Linked DNA regions of Cyprinus carpio: region 2 is linked to region 1. A link is a contact called in public Hi-C data. All regions are on one chromosome and are shown on one strand. Each heading gives the region's core, a stretch centred on a gene start, on an enhancer-like site or on the middle of the called end of the contact. The rest is flanking DNA. Distances are from core to core; before and after follow the strand shown. Region 1 holds the start of LOC109112588 (OCIA domain-containing protein 1-like). Region 2 holds the start of LOC109112573 (SLAIN motif-containing protein 2-like).

The links. Hi-C and Micro-C count contacts between places; a contact is called where the count stands out from the background.
Region 2: a contact with region 1 is called in a Hi-C map of liver, with 4 times the contacts expected there. The contact joins the promoter of LOC109112573 here to the promoter of LOC109112588 in region 1. A contact is called at or near these places in 2 of 8 Hi-C or Micro-C datasets (liver and red blood cells).

The regions. Positions count from the first base shown.
Region 1 is chrB20:13,806,496-13,813,434 of ASM1834038v1, reverse strand. It overlaps LOC109112588 (OCIA domain-containing protein 1-like), which reads left to right and starts at 2,913. Exons shown (of 8, transcript XM_042747191.1): 1 at 2,913-3,150; 2 at 3,328-3,412; 3 at 3,631-3,684; 4 at 4,405-4,452; 5 at 4,569-4,701; 6 at 4,906-5,129; 7 at 5,309-5,449; 8 at 5,823-5,995. The coding sequence starts at 3,091. The coding sequence ends at 5,860. It overlaps LOC109112590 (OCIA domain-containing protein 2-like), which reads right to left. Exons shown (of 7, transcript XM_019125472.2): 7 at 6,403-6,939.
Region 2 is chrB20:13,940,167-13,947,105 of ASM1834038v1, reverse strand. It overlaps LOC109112573 (SLAIN motif-containing protein 2-like), which reads left to right and starts at 3,748. Exons shown (of 9, transcript XM_042747127.1): 1 at 3,748-4,464. The coding sequence starts at 4,010. It overlaps LOC109112904 (anaphase-promoting complex subunit 4-like), which reads left to right. Exons shown (of 29, transcript XM_042747126.1): 26 at 241-327; 27 at 437-598; 28 at 822-945; 29 at 1,126-1,500. The coding sequence ends at 1,371.

The DNA of each region.
Region 1 (6,939 bases), core at 1,664-4,163:
TGTAAAAGGTGTAGTCGTATGATGTCAAGAAAGACAATTTCTCAGTCATATCAGATCTGTCTTGGTCTTGTAGGGTTGCATAATATTGACAAAATAATATGTATATGTGTGTGTGTGTATATATATATATATATATATATATATATATATATATATATATATATATAAATATATATATATATAATATATATAAATATATAAATAAATAAATAAATAAATAAATATTTATATATATATATTTTACATTACTTCTAAAGTCTCTTATGGTCACCAAGGCTGCATTAATTCAGTCAAAAACATGGTAAAAAGTAATTTTGTGAAATATTATTACAATTATATATAATCATAAATAAATGTTTTCTATTTTAATATATTTTAAAAATGCCATTTATTTCTGTGATGCAAAACTGACTTTTCAGAAGCAACTACTCCTGTCTTCAGTGTCATATGATCCTTCAGAAATCATTCTAAAATGCTGATTTGCTGCTCAAAAAACATTTCTTATTAGCTTTATGTTGAAAACAGTTGTTTAATATTTATGTGGAAAGTGATGCATTTCTTTTCAGGACAACATTTCAGATTAAAATAGAATGCTTCTATATCTAGGCTATATATACATCTACATTTTAGGAGAATTAATTGAAAGGTGAAGGCCTAAGCATTTAACTCCAATGCAACAATCCCATGCATCTGTCTCCCACCAAACCCCACTAACTGTTTACAAGAGACACACTGCTGTCATGACACTCAGAGCAGCATGTTCAGCAGTAAGCAGGAAGAGTTCACACTCCTCTCAGAGCTCAGATCAGGAGTGTGAACTCTTCTCTGCTCACTGATGAACAAGCTGCTCTCTCACCAAATGCTGAAAGGCTGGCTGGGACACTAGAGCTGTTAACATCATTTATGACTCATGCACATGTTTGCATAGGACAAGCAATAAACATCAATGAGCCTTTCAAGTAACAGATTTTATCAGATGAACAAGATAAAGGAGAAAAATGCATCTGGATTAAAACAAAAGCATGTTTTTAGATTGAAAGCTCTAGCATTAACAGCTCCAGGGCTAGACTAAGATGTTACACTTTTCCACTAAATGAAATGAAATGAAAGAGAAAGCAAATTAAAAGATCGTTTCATGTTATTTGGTGGTTTCAAACAAAATAAGAGTTGTTAATGAACACGACTTTGGGGTTTTTAAACTCAGCCTAACAGCATCCTGTTAGTAATACCGCAGATCTTTATATTATGACTGATGTTTCCACCAAACTGCAGTTTTGTAACAGTGTCTCCCTTCAGTCCAGCTTTCCCAAAGACAATTTCTCAAGTTTTTCTGATTGCTTAAACGCAATGTTGTCTCATGTTAGCTCACAAAACTCCATGAAAAGTCACATAGTGACCTGTGCATTAAGACTTTAGTTTCATGTGGCCTGCTCAACTCATGTACCTTACCAATGATGTCCAAAAACGCTGTCTAGGTAGACAGCTCACTAGGTTTTGTGACACAGCCACTGACTGCACTCATCTTCGCTTCAAATGCAGGTCAACATAACTTGACTACCAACTGATAATATCCTGCGAAGGAAAGTACATATGATAGGACAACCGATGAGCGTTAAAAGTGAGAGCTAGCTCTCTCGGTCTTTCATCAGACGTTGGGTATTTGAGGTTAGTCAAACAGAATTCGGCCCTTCTTACCTTTTTTAGAGCAGCTGCGCTTTTCCTTGTCAGTTAGCCTGCTCGCGCTAGCGCTGAAAACCCGATGGTTCTTCTCTCCAAAAGATGACGAGGACGGCTCGAGCTTTACACAAACAACAGTTCACATCCGTTGACCTCTAACGTTCGATGTTATAGCTAATCTTCTCGGTCTTTTTTCGCAAAACACCCGAAAACTCGACGAATGACAACGTGCCCACCTCCCTGTCCATCAGATTGGAGCAACGCTGGCTAACGGCTTTGACAATCCGCTCTTCTGATAGGAGAGTCGCGGTGTCAAGATTGCGGAGCTAAGCCCCGCCCTGCGCTCGCAGCTATGAATGCACTGAATTCACACGCTTAACGAACGGACCATTCTATTGGCTGATTAAGCTATCAATCAACACACACTGCTACTGGATTGGCTGAAAGGACATGATTCCGCGATAATTCCTTCGGTTTGTCAAAATACACGCTCGTACACTGCGTAAGTAAAAATAAATACTTTTAGATCAGACCTCTTAATTGTTCGTTGTTTATGAGGATTAGTTTTTCGTTGCGAGGTCGATCGATAGATGAGGCAATTAAATGGCTATTGACATAACACTAAAAGAGATTAATACTCCTATTGACACAAGTTATGATTTATCTAAACTTCTGTAAATCGTTTCACAAACATCTGATCAGTTCTTATCTAATCTAGCTGCCTTCTTAGTTAAGACTACAATTTTATATTTATTTTTATATTTCATGCTAAATAATAATAATTGCTGTAAATGGGTTAATGCATCAATTATCATATACATGCGCATGTATATGTTCATGTTTGTCTGAACGCTTTCAATTTTAGACTTTATTTATAACAATATTTCAATTTATGAAGTTGAACTGATGTTTTATTACATATTAGATATGCATATTAGGTATATATAATATAATATTAGGTATGCGCTATGAAATCGTATGTTTAAATCTTATGAAAACTGTTCAAATATACAGTCAAATTAATTTAAGCAGGCAAAGAAACTTTTTGTTTGTTTGTTTGTTTTTTTAATATTTTGGTTATAAAATGTTTCATTTATTTAAAAAAATATGTTCGGAAATTACAATTGGTTATTTCATCCGTGTTGAATTTACAATAAGGCATTCTTATATGTATATATATATTCTTATCAGACATATTTCCACATATTTTTGATTTTGACTTTTCATTGGTGCTTCCGGCTTAACTCCTGCACTTCCGGGTTAGTGTTGTTTGCTGATAAGAGCATAAGAGTCGACTGGAGGTCATGTAATAAAGTGTGTCTCTGGACTTGTTGACTCGTAATCCGCGTAATCCCATGGCTACTGTAAAAACATTATTGTTTGTGTAATCGTGCTGTGCTTCTTGGATCAGTCATGTCGCAAGCTTCGTCTGGGTTCACTCCGGCTGCTCCAGTCCCACAGGGGTCTAGTAAGGTAGGCAGTAAATTAATCTAACAATGTTTATAAACCACATATTCTGTCCCTTACTGCTCTATCTCATGCAGAAGTACTTCAAAAGCAAAGCGTGTGCGGTTTTCTGTTTACAGGATAAATAGATCAGTGATCGGGAACTTCCAGAAAGTTTCCTCACGTGTAGTTTTGTCTTCACAGGGTTCTTTCAGTGCCTCGTATATTCCCAATGAAGAAGAGAGGCGAGTCTTCAGAGAGTGCAATTCAGAAAGCCTCTGGTACAGATGTGAGTAGTGCTCTACTTTAGTGATGAAACCTGTCATGATTTATTGGCACTTGACTGTCAATCTGCCCAACATTTTTTTTTTGTGTTCCTATTATTTGAATTTTTTCAGTTTATTCCTCCCCAAAATTACATTACAAGGTATACTCTCAAGATGCTTCTGATAAGAAAGTACATGTGAAAGAGACTTGTGAACACGTTTGCTCTCTCGTTATTCACAGCCTTGCCATTTTCTGCCATTGCAATTGCAGCCACTCAGGTAATGGTTTCAAGAGGTACGTTCACATCCTCTGTTTCAAGTTTTTACTCATGTCTCCTATTGTCACGGAAAACCTAGATTTATCAGGGAATTTTAAAAATGGGAAAAGTCATTAAAAAGAATAAAATCTTAAGTAATTAAACTTTTTGTAATAGGCTAACCCCCCCCCCCCCCAACCCAATATACTCAGAGCTCTGTAAAGTAAAAGATCTTAGAAAGCATTACCCAGTAATTACAAATGACTACAAAAGTTTTAGAGAAGTCATGAAGAAGAGAAAGCTCGACCCAAAATGAAAATTGTCATTCATTTTTGTTGTTCCAAACCCATACGACTTTCAATCATCTCTGAATCACAAATGAAGATATTTTTAATGATACCTGAGAGATTTACATTCGTCCATTACAAGTCTATTCCACCAAAATTTGAGTGCTTCAGAATTTCCATAAAGAGATTGTAAAATAAATCTGTATGAATAGAGTGGTTTAATCCAAGTATTCCAAGTAGATGCAGTCATTTTGTATAATGAACCGATTTAGTTCACATAGAAACATCTAACAGTGCACATATATAGAGCATGTCAAATATGGTAAACCCAAACTCAACTGTACATGCTCTTCGTTTGTATTCTAAATATGAGAAAGTTTTATGCTCTTAGATTTTGGCAGTAAAACAAAAGGGAGAATAAATTAATTTTTCAAAAATGTCAAATCTTATATTGATATTGTTTATCTGTAGGAATCCTTACTCCATCACCCAGATTCGGCTCTCTTCCCAAAGTTGCATGTAAGTATCAAGAACAACAGACAGCACAAATTTGATAAAACACAGGATATATGTTAAGGAATATTCAAAAGCTACATTTCCTAAGTACCTTTTGAATATTTGTGATTTTTATGCAGTTGCTGGCATGTTTGGATACATTACTGGGAAAATGTCTTACATGAGGGTCTGTGAAGAAAAGTTTCGGAAGCTGGAGAACTCCCCACTGGGAGAGGCACTACGACAGAGGCGTCTGCATCACATGCCTTCAGAGTAAGAACAAGTGCACACAGAATCTTTTCAAATATATTTTAATTTCTGTATTTTGTTTTTATAGTTATGTCTTTCTGTTTTTTATTTCATTTTTTTCATTTCACACACACACACACACACACACATATATATATATATTAATGTATTTGAAGTAATTCACATTGACGATTATATAACACATGGTGATTTAATGATTTTTTTAAGGCTTAACCAGTTTGAGGGTGCAAACCCATCAGAATCTCAACAGTCTGTTTCGGAGTCAGCTTTCCAACCTTCAACAGAAGTCAGTTCTATGCCTGAGAGCGACAGCAGTTACACCAGTGACTATACCTACAGCAGACCCTCCCAATCATATGACCCCACTCCTTTCAGTTCTGGATTCAGTGATTCTGGGCCTGTTAACATCAGGGATGATATTTCTCCTCAAGGTACATCAACCCCAACGCCCCCCCAACCCCCGGCACAAAAACAATATATAACTGTATAGACATATATAACTTTAATTACATTTGGGTGAAGACATTTGTCATTGAATAAGGATTTGTCATCTGATTGGTAGATGTTTAACCAATAGTTTGCATTCGTCCCAAAGCTCCGCTCTATCCAGATGAGGATGTGCCCAAAAAGAAGCCAGTGTTGTATGAGGAACTACGTAGCAAGAATAGAGAGAACTATGAGGTCACTCTCACACAGAAAGCTGAAACACAGATGAAACCACAAACAGTGGCACCAGTACCTAAGAAGGAAGGTGAGCTTCAGTAACTGGTTTCCCTGAAATTTTAATTGGTCTATACAAGTAATGATTTGTGAGACTTAAAAAGATTCTAAAAGGCAACCAGTTTGAATATTTAACCTCTAAATGTCAAAGCATCCTTGAATTATTTAAAAAAAAACAGTACTGTGTTGGGTTGCCAACTGATGTGAAGCAAGTCTAGTTTTGAACCACTGATAGATGATGGTAAATAAATATACTAGTTGACACTCCCACTTCAACTGACATAAGTGTTGAAGCTTGACTTTAATTTTGTGTTTGTATGAATATTGGTATAGTTAATATTTTATAATTTCAGTGTCCTTGTATGTTTTAATCTGTTAACCAGTTTCTTTCTTCCTCCCTCCAGTTAAAAAGAACCAATATGGAGATGCTTGGGAAGAGTAATCAACTGTTTGAGGAGCTCAAGATCTCGACACAGTGACTTCTGTGGAGTTGTCATGACTCCTTCTGCCAGATTAGACCAAAAGCTGCAATCGAATGCTGAATGTACTTTGAGTAAAACGCCATTTTTAAAATGAATGCAAAATGACTCTTTTCTTTTGATAGCACATTTGTGGAATGAAAACAAATGTTTCTCATCATGACTTCTTGCTTTAAGCAGACTTAAGATAAATAATTTTAACAAACTATCAGTGTTTTATTGATGAGGAAATTCTGGCCAGATGTGCTTGAGATTTGCTAATAAATAAATACAATTATATAATAACAATAGATAGGATATTGTTTCATATAAACCCAGAAAAGTTTGATTCGCCGCTGGAAATTTAGTCCATCACAATGCTAAAAGCTGTGCACAAGTGACAATTACAACAGTATTATTATGACAGTAGATCTTGGACCTTGATGATAATAATGACATCATTCACTGATGTTACAGTTATTACAGTCTTTTGTGCTGGAGATAAAGATATACTTGCTCTTTAATTATCTTTAATTCTTTTAATGAAACTTCACATTTAAATGTTCAAACATTTCAAATAAAGCCTGTGGCATTAGTAATTCATTCACTGCACATTGATTCTTGTTTGTGAAGGTAATATACACTTAATATATACTTGACTCATAATATTGTACTGCAGAACAAAGTCATGCAGACCTGACACACACACAAAGGCAGCTGCTTACTGTCATAAAATTCAACGGAAACCTCCATTACCTTCTTTATGTTCTTAACCAATAAAAAAAAATGAGCAAATATCATTGGAATATAACATTATAAGAACTTAAAAATAACATCATACTGATTCTTATGAGGTGGATTCTTTCTTTTATGCCAGATTTGAGACACTACAACAGCATACGTTTCCTATTGTGACCTAGTTCCCTCAAATCCAACTCAAACACTACATCTCAGTGCTAAAATGTTACTTCTGTTTGAAACAGCTATGTGGACAAACTAGACAAACCTTTCGCAATTACTAAAATAACACTATAGGCGATTTCAATAATTGCGAAAAGAGTTG
Region 2 (6,939 bases), core at 2,499-4,998, 130 kb before region 1:
AGTTCATAAACTTATTGTTGGTACTTTAAAGACTGCTAAAACTGTGATTATGATTTGTCATGGATCGATCTCGAATCTTATGAGAAAGTATCACATTACATCAGCGAATTGATTTTCCATCACCTCTTACTGAATTAACATCCAGCAAAAATTCTTCTTTAAAGGTTTATGAAAGTTTAAACACTCTCATCATGACTGCTTTTCTGTATAAAGCACTGAATTTGTATATGTATGTTTCAGGTCTGTCCCTAAAGGTCTGGTGGCCCTAAACCTCAACACTCCTCTCAATTCAAGTATAGATGATGAAACACCTGCACCAGCTTCTGCGTGAGTTCATCTATGGCATTAAAAAAAACACCCTATGAAAATATTGCCATTATTTAATCTTTGTTATTATATGCGTGAATGACTAAATAAAATTGTTTATTAGTTACAGTTCGTACAGTTGCCTTGATGCCCGTTTTTATGATGACGAGACACTGACAGTGGTATTGCGAAGTCTGGAGGATGATGAGAATAAGATGCGCATCCTCACTCAGCTTCATCTAAACTCTGCTGTGAGCTGGGATGAAGAGTTCATCTGGGACCTTACGCTCAGGTACAGCACACTTGTTGATTCATACCAGAAACCTTGAATTTTTCTATCAATTATTCCATAAAGAATTGCACTGTAAGTAGCATTATACTTTCTATTGCTGTAGCAGTTCCAGCAGTATAATAGATTGTAATACAGTTAAGCTTAGCTTTGACATTGTGGCTCGTCCGATTGAATGTCCTGAATTAGCACTCTTTTGATGTGTCTTTGTTGTGGTGTGTGTCAGGCTGGAGCAGCAGACTGAAGGGATCCCAGTCCAGGGTTTGACCTGGGGAAACCAGAGCAGAGAGATGGACAACATCAAGGCTCAGTTTGTGGCAGTTAATGGGATCCGTAAAGTTGCCTGTGTGGTAAGACTCTACAACTTGAGGAAAATTGTAGCCATTTAGGAGAATAGTTTATATCGAAAATTTTGATTGATGTATGGATACATAAAAACATAAAAATAGAGAATAATTATTGAAAAACTGAAAAACTGTCAAAAATGAATGTTGTAATACTTCCATTAATGTGCATTAATTCTCATTCAGCTCAGTGCCAATCTGAGACATGTACGTGTGTTCGAGATGGATGCAGAGGAGGAAGAGGAAGAGGAAGAGCGTGCTGACGAGTCACAGGAAATGAGCTCGGACCAGGACAGACTTGAGGACACAATGACTAATCAGAGTGATGCTGGGGAAGGTAGAGACGGAGTAGGAGGTGCTGAGGAGGCTCAGGTGGCAGGTCAAGGGTCACAAGACATTTTGGATGAGACTGCAGGATCAGACACACTTTGAACTCTGACCTGAGTTCCAACATGTTCTCCACAACTGAACTATGGACTCCTCTGTTATTCTTGGTCTTATTCTTTCTGATAAACATTTCACAGTCTAATTTGTAAATAAATGGATTTACTGTGTACTAATCTTGGGTTGTATCAATCAACGCGCTGTTCACAGTCAACCATGATTCCTTTTTTCCATTACTGAAAGTTTCCAATAACAGCTGAGTGAGTTGTGTTCAGCTAGTCATGTGACCTCAACATGGCTACCTCCATGTAAAATAAACACCACTTTTACAGTGCAATTATAGCAGTAAAATTCCCATTTATTTTCACCAAAGGGGTGATTAATTGATTCTATATACTTCCAAAGAAGCCATCAGCCTGCATTTTTAAACTTATTCTCAAATTATAGTGTTCAGCAGGGGAATTCCTGGTGAAAAACTACATTACCCATGATACTCTCCACAAATCAGGGAATCATGACAAGCAAATTGCCAACAGAACATTTTAGTGCCCACCCACATCCATGAAGCACTGTGAATATAAGCTACGTTTTTCTACATTGTCTAATTGCATGATTTTTGCAATCAGAAAATATTTTGTTTTTATTTCGACTGTCATTCACAGAGCTTCATAGGATTGTAGTTCTTAACCTCATTTAAACCAATAAGTACAAGTCTTGTAACTTTGTCTTCTTGTTTGATTTTTAAATACCTTTTTGCTTCAAATCAGAGTTTGTAATGTGGTTCACGTCATAGCTGGTAGGTTTGGTTCATGGCCTATAACTATCTCTCTAAGAAAAATACTTCTGGAACCAAGGTTGCTGAAATACTGGGTAGGCACTGTTGCACTCTTAGACTACTGATTTGACTTGAGCGAGTTCATTTTTTTTTGCTATTATGTTAGAGATGTCATGAATTAGCTGGGAGTTGGTGGCCCTTGGGTCTGGAAAGGTTGAAAACCCTGCCCTAGTACAATAACATACTCTATGTCTTTCTTTCTTGCTCATCTGGAAATAAAATGACGGGAACATTTTTGAAGTTCAGTCTCTGGGACTCGTGAGTAGGATGGAGCGAACATTTTAAGGTCCTAATCAAAATGTATCCCAATGTGCAAGAAGATAAATCCTATTGTGCCTCCAGCAGTCCCTCTGGCTGCTGCCATTCGTTCTGCGAATGGCATCTCGGATGGGCTGTGAAGAAATATGTTACATGTCCAAATAGAGCCAAACATATAAATAACATAATCCTAAACTTAGTTTATGACAGTTTTCTTCCTACAAATATGCTGGTTTTGCTATTAAACACCAAGAAATTCAGTGTCTATTTGAAAAAAATGAGAGACCATATCAAAGAGGAACAAAAATCTAAAGATGTTAAAGTACTTGAGCATGCATCTCAGAAACAGCCATTGCAAATACTGGATGCAAACTTTAAACGTGCAAAGATATAGTTGTTCAGTCTATACCTTAAATGGTGTCTTCAGGTACTGTTTTCAACTTAATCAAAAGTAAAAAAAAATATATATATTAAGTATATTCCTTAGGTTTTTCTTTAACTTTTGAATCTGATACTGAAAAGACATTTTCTATACAGTTATTTTAATGCACAAACTTTGTAATGCAACCTGTCTCAGTCTCAGTTTCCTAAATGATCGTACTAAGGCTATAGTGGTTCAATATTCTAGTTTCTGTAAATAAAGAATTATAATTTTCTACTTGTAATTTTAAAATGAGGCTTAGTCAAATAGTCAAATTGTTCAAATACTGTCAATCCTGGTTCTTCAAAGGAAACAAACAGTTTTGAGGGGTGAATTAAAATAAGAAATATACTGTATAGATTTTTGTTGTTTTATCAATTGTAATGCTTGTTTTGTCTCATTTTATATCATTTTAACTCATCTTAAAATAAGAGCGATTCTCTGCTGAGACCCAGATAATCACTCTGAAATTGTATTAAAATTTACTAGCAGCTAACTGTACAATTGTTTGCCATTTAAATATAGTTACATCGACATAATATTGATTTGGGTCAAATATTCTGTTGTGGTAAATGATGGCATCTTAAAGTCAAATGAATATTTGAGTGCTATTAAAATTTAAGGACTGGTTTGTTTAAATAAAGAATTTTTAAACCAGTAATAACCTGCAAAAATACTTTGTACGATGTCTAAATTAAATCGTAAAGAGTAAAAGCATTATATTGCCTAAGTAATGTAATCTAGTAAGAGTACGAATACTTGGTGACAAAAGTATCCAGGTAAATTACAAAATCCCCGCAAAAAACACGTAAGAACAGCAACAAAGTAGGCTACTTAACGGTGTAGTTAAAGTGCGCGTTCCTGTTCCAGGGAAGGGTCGCTCCCAAAACGTGCTCGTCCCCGTGAGTCACGTGATGACGTCTCACTTCGAGCTTCTCAAAGATTTCCCAGTGAGCGACTGGAGGACAGTAAAGATGGCGACGGAGCTTACGGTGTGCTCGAGTTCCCGGACAAGATGACGACGAGAAGATTAGTAACTTTTGAGCCGCGGCGTTGACAGTGCTCTCTTTAAAGACCTTGTGACGGAGGCTCGCGAACTTGCTGACTTTGGCGGTAGTTAAACAAACCTAACGGACACGACACCGGCGCGCGGACATATCGTTGCTTTTGCCATGGAGGATATCAACTCAAACATAAACGCGGACTTGGAGGTGCGGAAGCTTCAAGACTTAGTGAAGAAACTCGAGCAGCAGAACGAGCAGCTCCGGAGCCGATCCGGTCGGCTCTACAACTCTTCTTCTTCCGGTGGACTGCCGGGGAACACCAGACCCGTGAGCGCCGGTTATGATTATCCGGGAGCGGCGGTGGGGCTCGCCGGGTTCACTGGGGTGGGGTTCGGCGGATCGAGGGGTTTCGGTGGGGTTTTGGAGATCTCACGGATGAGTCCGAGACAGTCATATCACGGCAGCAGTTACGGAGCGGGGTATGACAGTGACAACGCTTCTTGTGCCGCCGATTATTATGATTCGCTGGATTTTATCGAAGACGGAGAAACTTCAGTGTTGGACGAGGTGGAGATTCTCGATTTGGAGGACATGGATTGCCTGAACGAAGAGGAAGACAGCTGGTGAGTAACCTGCCAGGAGGCGAAGGTGTTAATCCCTATCAGAGGAATAACCCAAACACACACACACACACACAAAAAAAAAAAACAAGACAGACAAGACAGACTCATGTGTTTGACAGGTGCGCGCAGACGCCACAGAGAATGACGCGTATTTGGAGGAATGCGCTTGATGCATTGTTGCACCCATGTCTCTTTGGCTAAGGGCTGGGCTTAATTTATTCAATGCATTGACTGCAATACGACTGATATCTGTTTATGATTATTAGCGCCTTACGTCTGAGTATTTAAGAGCAACAGTTTGCTGACTGCATGTATTTACTATTCAGTTCGCACCACGGCCTTGCAGTTGCTTCTGATGTGTGGGTCCTTCTCATCTGCCCTTCAGTTTATTTCAGTACCTTCATAAATCTGCTGAATGACAGCCATGTTGTCATGATTCAATGATGTCTTTAGAATCAGACACAAATGATGTATTTGCATACGTATGTCCTTTTATTAAGGCCTCAGATATGATGAGCAGATTAGTTACAAAAGATGTATATAACGTTACTTTTCTGCATGATCTGCATTGTGTATGGCTCTTTTGTTTCACATAACATGAACTTTAATGGTGCAATCAGGTTTTTAGGAAATAAACTAGAAATCCGCAGAATGCTGACAATATCATTTCAAAGTTGTGCATTCATATGAAAAGCTGAAAAAAGCTGTAATCTATGCATGTCATTGTATTGAGAGTTTGTACTACTAATAATGAAACCGATATGTGCAGAAGATATTGTGGACTTTGCCAAACAATATGAAAACAGCAGTCCAGAATGATGGTGTGGATCAGCATGTGTGCGATCTGCTGGTCCAAAGAGAGTGAGTTATGGTGAAAGAATAAAATGTTCCAACAAGCAGTTCCTTCTGGAGTGATAAAACAACCTGCGATGACAAACAGTCCAGTCGGGCTGATGGGTGCCTGTTTAAAGTCCAGAACCACTATTGGGAAGAATAAGAACCAGCTAAATGTACACTAATGGCAGAATGAGCATATTGTCACTTGTTGTTATGCCTCCACTTAATGTTTAAATGCAGAACGTTAAAAAAAACTCGGGTCACTTACATTATCTTTCAAGAGTTTGGGGTTGGTAAGATTTTTTAAATGTTTTTAAAATAAAAACTGCCCTTAACAAAATATGCCCACCAAGGGTGCATTTAATCCAAATACTGTAAAAACAGTAATATTGTGAAGTATTATTACAATTCAGAATAACTGTTTTCTATTTGAAAATATTTTAAAATGTAATTTATTCAAGTGATGGAATTTTCAGCTGCTATAACTCCAGTCTTCATTATCACACGATCCTTCAAATATCAGTCTAATATATTGATTTGCTGCTTAAGTATTTATCAGTGTTGGAAAAAAGTTGTGCTGCTTAATATTTTTGTAAAAACTGTGATAAATATTTTGATGAATAGAAAGAAAGTTTGAAAGAACAGCATTTATTTGAAATCTTTTGTAACTTTTAAGTGCTTGTGAAGATGACCACTATCTTGTTGCCTTCTGGTTGTCCCATGTCCTCAAGTCCCAGACAGCTTTATCCTATCAGTTTTTGATCTTGTGTGGATTGATGTCAGTGTGTAATCCATTGTTTGTGTGTGCTTTAATCAGTGTCTGTGAGATTCTGTGGTTTGGGTCAATTTACACAGACTCAGAATCCTGTAATCCAGACACTCGATCCTGTTTGGTTGGATATCTTGCAGTGGCAGCAAAATGCTGGGAAAGCCCTGCAACAGCTGGAGTCCAGCAGATCAGTGAGCTTAACACCTGTTTATCACTACGAATAGTTGGTAGGACAGAAACTGTACTTGTCAAACAAACAGGTCGGAAGTGATTACAACAAAGATGCGCAAATGATTTAATCTTCTTAGTCGTGATGATTTAAGGATAAGATTGTTTGTTTGTTTGTTTTATTGTAGATTTAATGGTGTTTAGGGTCACAAATGAGTTCAATCTAGGTTTGGGTATCGTTTGAATTTGATCAATTCCCATTCTGATTCTTTTCGATTCCAATGTGATTAAATAATGATATCAAACATTTATCCTGTGTCTCTTTTTTGCAAACCATTTATTGGAGCTGGATACCATGAACAAAAATCAACAGGCTCTTTAAGGACTCTTTAAGAGCTGTTTGTGTGCAAAACAGAACTGCATGATTCTGGATAAATTGAGTTTTTCCCCCCCAATGGAAGTTGTGGTTCTCTCATGATTCTGAAGAAAAAACAGACAACTAAACAAAATCACAAGTATTTTATGAATTGAACACAAATTACACTGGTGTGATCTAGGGCTGCACAATATATCAAAATTATCGAAATCTGGCAAATGTAAATATCGCATTATGCATATCGCAAGGACGTGCAAAATCTGAATCATTTTAATAATAGGCTACTTAAATCAAAACGTTGCAAAAGGTCAAAGTTTTAGTTTGA